Regions from separate parts of the Ostrinia nubilalis genome. Here region 2 is linked to region 1. Evidence: chromatin contacts called from public Hi-C data. All regions are on one chromosome and are shown on one strand. The core of a region is the stretch at or near the end of the contact, and the rest is flanking DNA. Distances in the headings are between cores, read along the strand shown. Region 1 holds the start of LOC135074246 (protein AAR2 homolog). Region 2 holds the start of LOC135074250 (ATP-dependent DNA helicase DDX11).

Region 1 (6,627 bases), core at 1,945-4,444:
AAAAGGACGCCGGTGCTCACGACGAGAGCCGCATTGTAAAGATGCCTTCAAAGGTGTACAAATAGTCACGTATTCGTCATGCAAGTCAATGCGGACGGCAAAAGGCTAAGTCTAGGCTTAAGACGAGATAAGTATTTTTCAAGGACGCTTTACACGGCTCGAAGTGGCGGTGCCAGACATCACAAGTGCGCGACTCAGTGTGTGAATGTATGAAAATCCTTTTTTTACTTCCAACAAAATTAGTCGTATTTCATTACAAAACATTTCTACCATCCTTGCATTTCCTACTTAGAAAATCACTTTGGTGTAGAACTAGGTAGGTACCTATTTTAAATTAGGCAAAAACACAAGTCAATTTTTGTTCGATTATAAAAAAAATTAAGTTCTTGCTACAGTATTACATAGTATAACAACTTATGTGCATCGATAGTAGTCGATATTTTTTTCCGTTCCCCGCGAAAGGTTTCACGTTTCCGGGCTACATGTCGGTTTCACCCGAGAGATTTCATATCCTTAAATTTCCGATGAAAACAAAGAATCGGTGAATATAGGATCGCGAAAGCGGAGCGAATGGAAATTTACATCCTAATTTCCCCTGTGACCTCAGTCTCTATTCGTCAGCAGTATCAAAAACGCACGGAGCCTTTGCAGGTCATACATGTAATTTTAGGCAGCACACTTTGTGAGAAAAGAAAAATGTTCCTACCTTTACATCGAGCAATCAACTAATATAAACTTACATTAGGTACAGTTTTTAATTCATGGTAGAGTTTTTGACATAGAAAACATTATGTAAGTAAGTATGTAGTAACTCTACCACTACTTATAGAAATTCTATGAATTTCAGTGCTTTTCTTTTATTAAAGCGCCCTAGTTATTGACCAATGAAGGACTTCTTCATAGGTCAATAACTAGGGCGGCGGACTTCTTCAGAAGAAGTCATGTTGATAGTAATAATACTTACTGCCCTTATTGGGATGTTTTTATTCGAATAGAAGTTTGAATTTTAGGCTATCGCGCGGTAAAAATAAGACTTCAATTGGTTGGTGTAAAAATGCAAAACTTAAATTTTAATAACGATCCTATTTTCAGCGTCCATTACTTTAAATATCTTTTGTTCAGAAAGTGGCCGGTCTTAAAAATCGCTATAAAAATGCAAATTGAATGTAACTTCGTTCGGAGACTAAAATTAAGCGGCCCTAATTTTTAGAACAATAAATTGAGAAGCTCATTCAATCTTTGATAACAGTTTGACCCACAATAACTTGGTTAAATAATTTGGTTATTGTCTTTTGAAATTACGTTTTACTGCAAATACAATTTAAGCAAGGTGTTAAACGGCGGCGCAGAACCGGTCGTTAAGAAAATCCTTGGGGGAGGCCTTTGTCCATCAGTGGACGTCACTTGGCTGAATCGAACGAAGGTGTTGAAGGTGTTCAAAAATAGACAAAAAATTTGCTTAGTAGCAAGTGCGACGAATTTATTCGCATACGGACATTAAACTATCAAAACGCGACAAGAGTCTGAAAGTCTAGCAAACAAAGAGAAAGCCGGGTATAATTACGATCTGTCTGGCGGCTGGAGCACAAAAACCAGCACGTAAAACCGAAATACATTAATAGTGGGGTTCATAAAACCCACTAATTGCTACCGACAGCTAAACTGAGCTTTCGGATTATAGCTCTGAACCCGTCTCGCCGCTAGTGGTGCTTGAGTCGGCGAATTCGTCACCTGTTGAAAATAATTAGGCAAAAAAAATCTGCGGTAAAACAAAAATCTAGGTGCAGACTCAGGCTCAACAACCTTCTGTGTTACCCACTCGACAGGAAACTTGTTCGCAGACGGATTTTCGGTGGGAATTTTTTGCGAATGCAAACTATTCCGAACGAGTGTGCTTGCCTGACGATATCATAAAACCTAAAACATAGGTGCTTACTGCTTACCTTACCACTTCAGGGGTCGATGATAATTTTAATTTGAGTACCTAGTTCAAGTTTTTATTAATTAAAAAGTACGTAAGCACAATACTCGTACTTACTTTCAAAATAGGGCGCGGCGCACTCTTTGTTACGCTTCTTCATTAAAAGTAATTATTTCTATGGTTTTCTATGCACTATTGAAATTGTTAATAACGCGTGCAACTATTCGTAGTAGAACCTCCTCCTCCTCTACCCTCTTTCGTATACAACTAATGAGGGCTATCGTTTTAGCGCTCACAAGTTAGCGCCACTGTAGAGTAAGGTCCTGTCACTTGCTAGTAGCGAAGACAGTGGCACCCACTGGTGAGCGCTAAAGTGGTAGGGGGACTATCGCATTCGCATTTGCACTCATCAAGATGGCGCCACTGTAGAGTAAGGTCCTGTCAATCGCCAGGGGTGCCAACTGTTAAGTATAAAAACGATAGCCCTCATTGGGCGGCGCGGACCTTCCGGAATTTAATTTCATTTTTTTTAAAGTGTTCTGCATTTTGTAGTAGGTTAGACAAAATTAAATACTCTTTTAAGTGTTCGTGAAAGTCAACGCCACCTCATGCCCAGTTATGTGCCACATCTTTGCTTTAAACTGCATTTTATCATGTCATGCAGTGTCATGCAATAAATTAATTTCAAACTTTTTACTTGACACTGGCTGAATGTCCAAATCCAAAACGAACAAAAAAGTAAAACTGTCAGTGTCAAATATGTCAAATTAATTGACATTGTCGGTTCACGGAGATGTAAACAACAGTGTTGCCAGAAGGTTACTTTTGTAACCTTTTAGGTTACTTTTGAACTGCATTGGTTACTTTTAGGTTACACTAATGAAAAGGTTAATTTTAGGTGATTTTTCAGAAATTGTAGAATTAACTTTTACAGGTTATACAGTAAAAATATTAATAGTGACAATTTAAAAATTATGTCATAAACTGCATTTAAACATGAATTTGATTTATTATTTGTTAAAGACAATGAGTTTTAGCAAATGTTTTTTTGATAATAAAACGCAAATCCATGAAACGGTTTTATACGACCGGTCACTTTTCGGTCTTCATGGAATGGTCAAAATTTCGAATTTAACCATCCATGAACAACCTTACACAATCGCTCCGCACCCCCCCCCCCCCCCGTATGAAGGTTACTTTTTATTCAAAAAGGTTACATTTTTTTATATATCTGGTAATTTCTGACAAGACCCGACTGGCAACACTGGTAAACAAACTATCGATTTTTATTTTTTCCTACTTTGAGTGTTCTTGTGAATGATAATTACAAAATGATGGATCAGGAGACCGCTAGAAAGCTTCTCGTTGAAGGTGGTACCTTCGTCTTCCTTGGCGTACCAGAAGAGACGCAATTTGGGATTGATATGCAATGCTGGAACACTGAAGAGGATTTCCGCGGTATAAAGATGATTCCTCCGGGATTACACTACATACACTATTCGGCTGTAAGCAAAGGCACTGGGGATGTGTCGCCAAGGTAGGAAATAACTGTAGAAAATCTTATTTACAAAAGTAAACGCTCACGACAATCTACCAGTTGTAGGCAAATGTAGGTTATTTTCAAACGAAAGTAATGAAAGCCTACGGTTATTTTAGTTCCCTAAAAACAATACTCGGTAAATGTTTTCCATAGCCATAACATCTGACTACAGAACTGATTCTTTTACAGGTCCGGTTTCATGCATTATTTCCAACAGAAAGAGTTTGTCGTGAAGATGTGGGATAAAAAGGCTGAGGATATAAGCAAAGAAGAAATAAGTGACGAAAGCATTCAACGTCTCAAAGACAATCTCTTCAATATTGATCAACACTTGGCGCCATACCCTTATGAAATATGGCAAAAGTGGAAACTACTTACAACACATATTACAGGTAAATAAATACAAAAGAGATTTCATTTCACCTACTCTTTAGATTTCATTTTGTTGCATCTGAGAAACTGTTTTTATCAGAAATTTTAGAGTACTAGAACAATCTTATTCTTTTATGATTATGATCCATGAACATATTATAAAAGAAAGTCGTGTTAGTTACTTCACTTATAACTCAAGAACGGCTGAACCGATTTAGCTGAAAATTGTCAGGGAGGTAGTTTAGAGCCAGGAGAAGGACATAGGATACTTTTTATCCCGTTCGAAATAAAAAAAAAGTCTGCTTATTTATTGCCATTAAGGCGGAACAAAGTTCGCCGGGTCAGCTAGTATATTAATGAAAACTGTTTCTTAAAAATTTCAGCTGAACTCGCAGCAAAACTTTCCCCTGAATGTGGAATAATCCGGTCTGCCGTTGAGCTCATGAGCATGACAGATGAGGAGAGACCACGAGGTGCAAAAGGAAAGGTTCCGGAACAAATGGAAAGTCAAGAAGAGAACAGTGAGGAGTCGCCACCACCCAGCGACCCACAGGAAGGCTGTTCTACTTCTGGCCAGTCCGATGCTAAAAGGTTCAAGAGACTCTCCAATGAAGAAAAACTTAACGCTATGTTACCAAACTTAAAACCCACGCCAGGTAACATAAGTACTAGTTACTATTTTAAAAAATATTTATTTGTCAGGATAAAATTTTCTCTTAAGTCTGCGGGCACGAAACTGGCGACTGCGGAGCGGCGACAATGCATACAACAACATAGACAAAATATGGTGACGCACATCGCCGCCGCTTCGCCCCGCCATCGCTCGGCCGTCACCAGTTTCGTGTCCGCAGAATTACACACAGTGGCGTAGCTAGGTAACCAAGGGTCCTGGAGCAAATAAAAAAATGGGACCCCACTGCTACAACCCTTTTATTAATCTAAGTACAACCCACAGAAAGAATTTAGGGAATTCCCTAGTTATAACTTTCGAATTAATTTCTCTTTATTTATTTTGAAAATGGGAGAAATTTTCAAAATAGTTCAATTGAGATTTTCTGGTAAGGATTCGGGGACCCCTTGAGCTTGGGGGCCCCGGGGCACCGCCCCGCCTAGCCCCTTAGTAGCTACGCCCCTGCTTACACATTACATACTGAAACTCGCACTACTTGCAGGCACATCCCTACGATTCACGGAGATACCACGTGACAAATTCCCGCCAGGATCCACACCAGAGGAGATCACTAAACATTATTTGGACCAGTCGTATACCTTGGAACTCATGATAGCCGAGCATGAAGAGTGAGTATTATTAGCTTCAGCATAAAGCAAGTATGAAGTCTTCATACTTTGTGAGCATTTTATTATTTGAAGCAGACGACAGACTTACACTTAGTAAACATTGCTTTAAAGACTACCGCCTAACCCTAATACCAATTAACGATTAATAGCATTACAACTACATTTTAAATTTTTATAATTTTTCTTCAAATACCCAAATTTACAATATACTCTCTTTTTTTAGACCATTACATATTGTTGGAGAACTTCAGTTTGCTTACCTGTGCTTCTTGATTGGCCATTCTCTTGATGCATTTGAACATTGGAAGAACCTAGTCATACTCTTCTGCTCTTGCGACGATGCCTTAAACAATCACAAGAATCTATTTTTCCATTTTGTCAAAACACTGGAAAGTCAAATAGATGAAATGCCCGAGGAGTTTTTAACTGACATAGTCATGAACAAAAATCTTGTGTACAAAAAGTTGAGGGAGTTTTTCAGGACAGTGTACACAAGCAATATTGAAGGCAGATTTCTGAACCTTATAAATGACTTCAAACATGGTTTGACTGAGAAGTTTCAATGGGATTTCACAGAATTAGATGCAGATGAGGATGATGAAAGGCCGGTTGTGGTAAAATTGGCTGAAAGTGTAGATGTTTAAACATATTAAAACCAAAATAGTGCCCAAATTTTATGATGTAAAGGATGAAATCCTATGTTTTAGATGTGTATTGTGTACTATGTACATTTTATCTATTTTCTTAAATCTTTTACTAATAATTCTAGGACATAAGAAATATAACATTTAACTTTTTTTTTTTCAATACTTCTTTATATCAACTAAGTACTTAGATAGTATTCAATCAAATAATGTGATACCTTACCTGCATGCAATATTCACTGACCATTCACAAAGCAATAATATTTAAAATCTTTTACTATGTATCTCAGTATTTTTATGAATTATTGTACAAAATGATAATTATTAATGCAAATAAACTACACATAAACGTAAAATTCATTTATTTTATGAATACCCTTATAATTATAAGTCACCGATAACAGTAATTAATACTAAAACAATATTTGTTTATTTCTTCTTCTTGAATTGCTTCTTTGCCAGTTTTTGCGTATTCCTATTTTCGAACTTCGACTTCTTAGGTGGAACAGGCATGTCTGAAAATTAATGTACATAATGTAAAACATAGGTACAGAATACCATGCCTATAAGTACAACACAAGTTCCTATAACTTAATACTATTTATTCTATGAAACTTACTTATGCTAGGCCTTCGTTGTGGCATCTTTTTTTTGTCCTCATTTTTTATTTGTTTTGCTGCTTTTGCTACAGGACCTTTTGTAGGGATGTGCTTTATTTTTTTGGGAGGCTCCTCTTCACTGAAACAAAATTATTTGAAACATTAATATGAATACTATGTACTTAATGTTGCAATGCCTAGGGTTCATGTTATGGGAATTATAGGTTATGTTTATAATAATAAAAAAAGTAA
Region 2 (6,627 bases), core at 2,074-4,573, 130 kb after region 1:
AGTGAGTATTGTAGGTGTGTCTTGACCCTTTTCTTGATTAGCTTTTGTTATTATTCCTGCAACGTACCAGAAACAGTGCAATTAGTTGTTAAAATCATTTTTTTTTATTGTCTATAAATAAGAAACTTAACAGTGCAAGAGTGGTTGTGTTCCCCAGTTGATGAAGCACATTATGTCGTGCCCTGTGTGCCCAAGCAACTGCACGCAGAAAGATTGAATGAATGCTACTGACAACGAAACTGTGTAGGTTTGTTGCCGACGCGACAAAGAAGAAGATAAATACCTTACCTAGTAATTTTCCGACAACGTAACCCAGTTGATTCAACGTCAGCAAATTCTTGCTTGACAACCTCGATCCGTACTTATTAATGTACAGTTGCAGGAACGTTTTCACAGAAGATAGGTGCTTAGCAGAAACGGGAGCACAATGTGCGTTCTCTAATGCTGCGGCCAACCCGTGAGCTTCGTCCATTATTAGCACATTATCTTGTAATTTGAGAGACATTCCAGACCTGGCACCAGAACTGACTATGCCTGCGTGACTGACTAATGCTACCTGAAAGTTTTGTTTTAATTGTGATTAACGGCTGTGTGGTTTCGGCAGATTAGAATAGGGCCACTATACTCTGGTCGCTGAGCACGTAGAATTTTGTCCAATGACCCCAAGCTACCTATCCTTATCGCTCGCGCGTAATTATATTGCTGTAGCGACTGTGCGACGGGCGGCAGCAGTGAGTGCGCGAGCGCGACAGCAATATAATTACGCGCTCAGCGACCAGAGTATAGTGGCCCTATTCTAATCTGATCCGCGACCAGACTTTAGTATTCTTCCAGTGGATTTCATAAAAGGCAACTTAGGGAACAATATGCGAACATCAGGCCTCCCAAACCCATATAGCCATCATGAGGAGTGTAGGAGTGTCCTTCATTTGCTCCTGGTAAATTAGAGAGGGTTGTACTCCTGCAGTAGAGAATAAAATATGACCACAGGAATTATGGATACCATCTTCTCTAACAACTCTTCAACTTCTCTAGGTCAGCCCTGGAGAACTTCCTATGTTCATCAGAAATCATTAAGGATTCTAAATAATTCTAATGATGAAATAATTTTAAGGAGATTATGATAATTACCTCAGCATCATCCAACGCTGCTCTGCAAGCGTAATACGGACATGCCTTCAGTTCTTTCGCACATTTGACCAGGTCTTCCATATCCATAATATCAGTCAGGATTCTCTCCTTCAACTGAGTAATATTATTCTGATTGTAGAAGGGACAACTTGCACATGATCTTGTTTTGGTCTTCTTTAACACTTTGCCCTCATCACCCACTGACGTTGACTTGGTCTTCGATTTCTGCATATCAAGGCATCTGAAAGTTTATGCAAGGTAAGTAAAAGAAAAATCCACCTGCTTTCTAAATTGAGTGTTTTGTCTTGAAGAGCTGGTAGGTCATCAATTTCGTATTGGGCATTTTTAAGTTAGTGAATGAAAATTGTAGTGTCATGTACAATTTGTACCAAAAGTTATGTAAAGAAAGCGCATGCAGGGAAGTGCTGGACTCAGACCGCTACCAATTGATCAACGTGGAAAGCATTGGGAGAGGCCTATGTTCAGCAGTGGACGTCCTATGGCTGAAATGATGATGATTCAAATTCAAATAATGATGATGAAGGGTCTAGGCTAGACCTTTTGATTTCATAAGTGCCAAATCTTGATCAAAAGAATTTTATTAATTCATCAATACCTCTCATTTATCAAATTCACGTTTTTGAGCTTTGTGACTTCAGGGTTGATACAATAATGTTGCCTTGAAGCAAGAGTGACCACCCTTGTATCATCTTTGAATACTGTCCTTTTGATTTCTCCCACAAACTGAGATAACTGGCTGTGTGTTCTACTGCTGATGTATATCTAAAACATAGAGAAAGAAATGTGAATTAGTAACACAAATAGGTAAAAGTTAGTAAAACCAAAAATTTACAAAGTATAGTAATGTTATGTGAACTAGTTTAAAATGCTTGCCATAAGAGGCATTGTTAATAGCAAAAATATAATTAACATCTAAAAAAATTTTACATTAAGCGTTAAATGAAATTGGCACAAATAGTGCCTAACAGTATTACAAACATTAGGTTTAAATTAAGTTACAATTTATAGTTTAATTTCACCTTCATATTATGTTCATCTTCTTCAGCAATTTCTTCATTATCAGACTCATCATTTTTTTCCTCACATTCTTCAAGAACCAAGTCATTATCCTCACTAACAAGATCTTCTAGAACATTCTCTTTATTCTCTTCTACTTCCTTCTTAATTTTTTGTGAATTGTGGAAATAATCATTAGTTTTAGAAGTAATTTTTAATTTTTGTTTTGCAACTCGCCTTTTCATTTCAAGCAGCTGCTCATTTCTCTTTTTTATTTTATCTAGTTTTAGTTGCATTGAGCTCAAAGTTTGGTTTTTCTCTATTTTATTGTACTCTTCTTGGAGCCAATCATCATTACCTGAAATCATTTTCAAGTTCTTAGGTCAACTAATCTGAACAAAATTTATATAACAATATAAATTCAAAGGCCTTGAAAAGCCTGCCTGATTTAATAAAATTAATAACCTTTGGAGTTAGGTAACTAGAAATAAAGATACAAATAACAAACTTACTTGTGCTATTAGAAACATCAATTTTCAGTTCATTTATTTCACATTCTAAGTCAGCAATAACTTTTTCATTGTAGTCTTTTAACCATTGCAACGCTGAACAACAAATACTCAGTGATTTACCCTGCAAATGTGCATTATTTTGAGTTTTAACCACATGAAAACGGAAAATATTACATTCGTGAACACAGGTGTTTATAAGACAAATAACAAGTCAGAGAATACTTACGGTACCAGTAGGACTTTCGAAAACTCCAGCTTTGTTATTATCTATTGTAAAATATAGTTCCTTCATAAACTTTTCCTGAATAGAATAAGGTTTAAAAGGAAAATGAAAAGTTGGATGTTGATTACACTCAGTGCCCATTTTGACCTAAAATAAATGTTGAAAGTAAATGAAATCGTGTTTCAAATAACTTATGAGGCTTATTTATCGCGACAAGTCGTAATATTTTTTGGTAATTTGTTTTTTAACTTGCAGTTTGTACTTTTATTTACGTTTTTGCCGCTCTAAAATCCTAAAAAACTGCCAGTCAAAAGTGACAGCCAGTGTCAACACTATTTAACCGATTTATTGCGTTACTGTCACAAAGAACAAGGTAATGCAAAGGTTATAAACACGACAAGAGCAATGAGCTATAACATATGGTACTTGTATTTTTAGGCCATGGTCAACCATACAATAAAAAAAACATTCTGTCATTTTTAGTTGTAAAAAAAAAATCGAATTTGTTGATGGATGACGTCACTACAGCTCAGGGTGAAGAAACTTCCATACAACGGTCATCGAAGTGAAACTTGCTTCCAAACAGCGACATCGGTGAATAAATTCAAATACTTTTTAACTACCCTAAAACGCTCTAGATGTCGCTGCTCCTGTTTCCTTCATATTTTCATTTTTTTCTTAATTAAAATATATTTGAGAATATTGTTAATTACAATGTGAAAACTTTTTTTAAATGAAATTAATTTGTTTTAATTTAAAACTGAACATTGACATTTTTGTTATAATTTACATAATAGAGTAGTAGAAATTACTATTTAACATATGGCAACTTTGTTTTTCCTCCAAAATGGCCGGTGTTGTTTTTGTTAGGTTGAATTGAATGCATTATTGTTTTCTTAGCCATCGTTTATGAGTTCTGTGGCCCTATTAAAGTATTGAAGAGTCGAGTCAAATTCAAGTTCATTCCTTCGTACCTGCTGCTGTTCTGGTTCATCGGAGTTTTGTTCGTTCCTTCGTGAATCGCGAAGAAACTTTCTGTTATGTTCACAAGTGATCTGAGTTTTCTCAATGTGCTGTGTTCTGTGTTTAGTGTTGAAAACTTTGCGAAAAGACGCTTTTGGTGTATAATATTATGTGTGTTCATAAATAAAGTAAAATTATTAAATTCAAAAGTTTTTGTTTACTTATTTGCATTTCCATGTGCAATGTAGAATTTTTCCAAATACATTGTTTTGAAAATAATACAATACGTACACCATAAAGATAAATATTTTCAAAATAATGGATTTGAAAAAATTCTACATTGTACATCATAAAAACAATAATTCTTTGAAGGTTATGAGGGCCTATGTGTGCGTGAACTGTGTGTATGTGTGCGTGGACTTTATGTATGTATGTGTGCGTGTACTATGTATGTATGTGAGCGTTACGTACGTAGGTTAAGTACAGGGAATTTAACACCAGGCTATCAATTAGTAGGCTCAAAAATTTGACAGAGAGGGTTCTCTATTTCCTATGTATTACTCATAGAGAAAAGTAATACATAGGAAATAGAGAACCCTCTCTGTCAAATTTTTGAGCCTACTAATTGATAGCCTGGTGTTAAATTCCCTGTACTTAACCTACGTACGTAACGCTCACATACATACATAGTACACGCACACATACATACATAAAGTCCACGCACACATACACACAGTTCACGCACACATAGGCCCTCATAACCTTCAAAGAATTATTGTTTTTATGATGTACAATGTAGAATTTTTTCAAATCCATTATTTTGAAAATATTTATCTTTATGGTGTACGTATTGTATTATTTTCAAAACAATGTATTTGGAAAAATTCTACATTGCACATGGAAATGCAAATAAGTAAACAAAAACTTTTGAATTTAATAATTTTACTTTATTTATGAACACACATAATATTATACACCAAAAGCGTCTTTTCGCAAAGTTTTCAACACTAAACACAGAACACAGCACATTGAGAAAACTCAGATCACTTGTGAACATAACAGAAAGTTTCTTCGCGATTCACGAAGGAACGAACAAAACTCCGATGAACCAGAACAGCAGCAGGTACGAAGGAATGAACTTGAATTTGACTCGACTCTTCAATACTTTAATAGGGCCACAGAACTCATAAACGATGGCTAAGAAAACAATAATGCATTCAATTCAACCTAACAAAAACAACACCGGCCATTTTGGAGGAAAAACAAAGTTGCCATATGTTAAATAGTAATTTCTACTACTCTATTATGTAAATTATAACAAAAATGTCAATGTTCAGTTTTAAATTAAAACAAATTAATTTCATTTAAAAAAAGTTTTCACATTGTAATTAACAATATTCTCAAATATATTTTAATTAAGAAAAAAATGAAAATATGAAGGAAACAGGAGCAGCGACATCTAGAGCGTTTTAGGGTAGTTAAAAAGTATTTGAATTTATTCACCGATGTCGCTGTTTGGAAGCAAGTTTCACTTCGATGACCGTTGTATGGAAGTTTCTTCACCCTGGTATTACTTTTCTCTATGCTACAGCTGGTGGAATACGAATTTGGTGAAATTAATATAACATTTTTTAGTATAATTAAATAATTTTTGGACTGGGTGTCGAGACTGTAGAAAGATTCCAACGCTTATCTATAAAAATATACCTCTCTCACAATGTCCCACAAGTAAGTAAATTATTGTAATAAAATTCCTGTTTTACTTACTGCCTTATTTCGAAGACAGACTAATTTTTAGTTTGATTCCAGCATTAAAATATTACCAGGAGCTACAGTTTGTGAGGACTGCACACTCGAAGGCGATATAACCATTGGCGGAGGGACAGTCATTCATCCTCGCGTAACAATCATAGCTGAAGGTGGTCCAATAATTATTGCTGAATATTGCATTATTGAAGAATACTCTACCATAATACACAAGTAAGTTATCTAGTAATAACACACAATATTTTTAAGTCTAACTACCTATATTTGTTTAAGCATCAATCGTCCAAGTCTATAGAAAAAAGGCAACAAACATTACTAAATATGTAAATCCTTATTTCAGAAAGTGTGATGACCAGGAGGTTCCACCAAAACCTTTGTTTATTGGTGCCCACAACGTGTTTGAAGTCGGCTGTCGGTTAGAGTCAACCTTTGGTCACGTCGGAGAGAGCAACCTGTTTGAATGCAGATGTTTTGTTGGTGTAGACGTTAAAGTTGGAAGTGGATGTGTAATAGGTAAATAAATTCAATTTCAATTATTTTAAGCTGGATTTAAAATTGAGGTGGCTCATCTACAAGTAGAATATTGATTTTAAAATGTTCAACATTTTCAGGTGCAGCATGTCATTTGACAGCCCCTCAGACATTGACGGATAATACAGTTATATGGGGCTCTGAGCACCACATACGGGAAGCATTAGAGAAGCAGCCCTCGCAGCTCCTCCAACTGGACTTCTTGAGTAAAGTGATGCCGAACTATCACAGGCTGAGGAAACCTAACGTCCACAAACGGCCACCGTCAGCACGCCAGTCCCAGTCACAAGAGACTTCCCCTAAACCATGAAATTCTAACAATAACCAGATATTTACTAAAATATTTATATCACTGCTTGTGGCGCTCTGTGATCTTCAAGTATTTCGAGTTACTCAAGCAAAAAAGTGCAACTAAGTTAACAATTTTAGTTCTAGTATTTATCTTTATGTTATTTCAGGATGTTAGGACTCTAGGTGTCAGAC

The links. A called contact is a pair of places that touch in the nucleus more often than the background predicts.
Region 2: a contact with region 1 is called in a Hi-C map of whole body, with 5 times the contacts expected there. The contact joins the promoter of LOC135074250 here to the promoter of LOC135074246 in region 1. A contact is called at or near these places in 2 of 5 Hi-C or Micro-C datasets (whole body and whole larva).

What each region holds. Positions count from the first base shown.
Region 1 is chr8:13,422,551-13,429,177 of ilOstNubi1.1, forward strand. LOC135074246 (protein AAR2 homolog) reads left to right here and starts at 3,195. Exons shown (of 5, transcript XM_063968535.1): 1 at 3,195-3,458; 2 at 3,651-3,853; 3 at 4,217-4,489; 4 at 5,006-5,132; 5 at 5,356-5,776. The coding sequence starts at 3,253. The coding sequence ends at 5,776. It overlaps LOC135073990 (MKI67 FHA domain-interacting nucleolar phosphoprotein-like), which reads right to left. Exons shown (of 9, transcript XM_063968275.1): 8 at 6,396-6,514; 9 at 6,122-6,291. The coding sequence ends at 6,206.
Region 2 is chr8:13,557,197-13,563,823 of ilOstNubi1.1, forward strand. LOC135074250 (ATP-dependent DNA helicase DDX11) reads right to left here and starts at 3,324. Exons shown (of 14, transcript XM_063968539.1): 1 at 2,887-3,324; 2 at 2,661-2,781; 3 at 2,172-2,506; 4 at 1,748-1,914; 5 at 1,132-1,372; 6 at 289-556; 7 at 1-56. The coding sequence starts at 3,024. LOC135073994 (dynactin subunit 6) reads left to right here and starts at 5,270. Exons shown (of 4, transcript XM_063968279.1): 1 at 5,270-5,574; 2 at 5,656-5,826; 3 at 5,954-6,126; 4 at 6,225-6,627. The coding sequence starts at 5,564. The coding sequence ends at 6,454.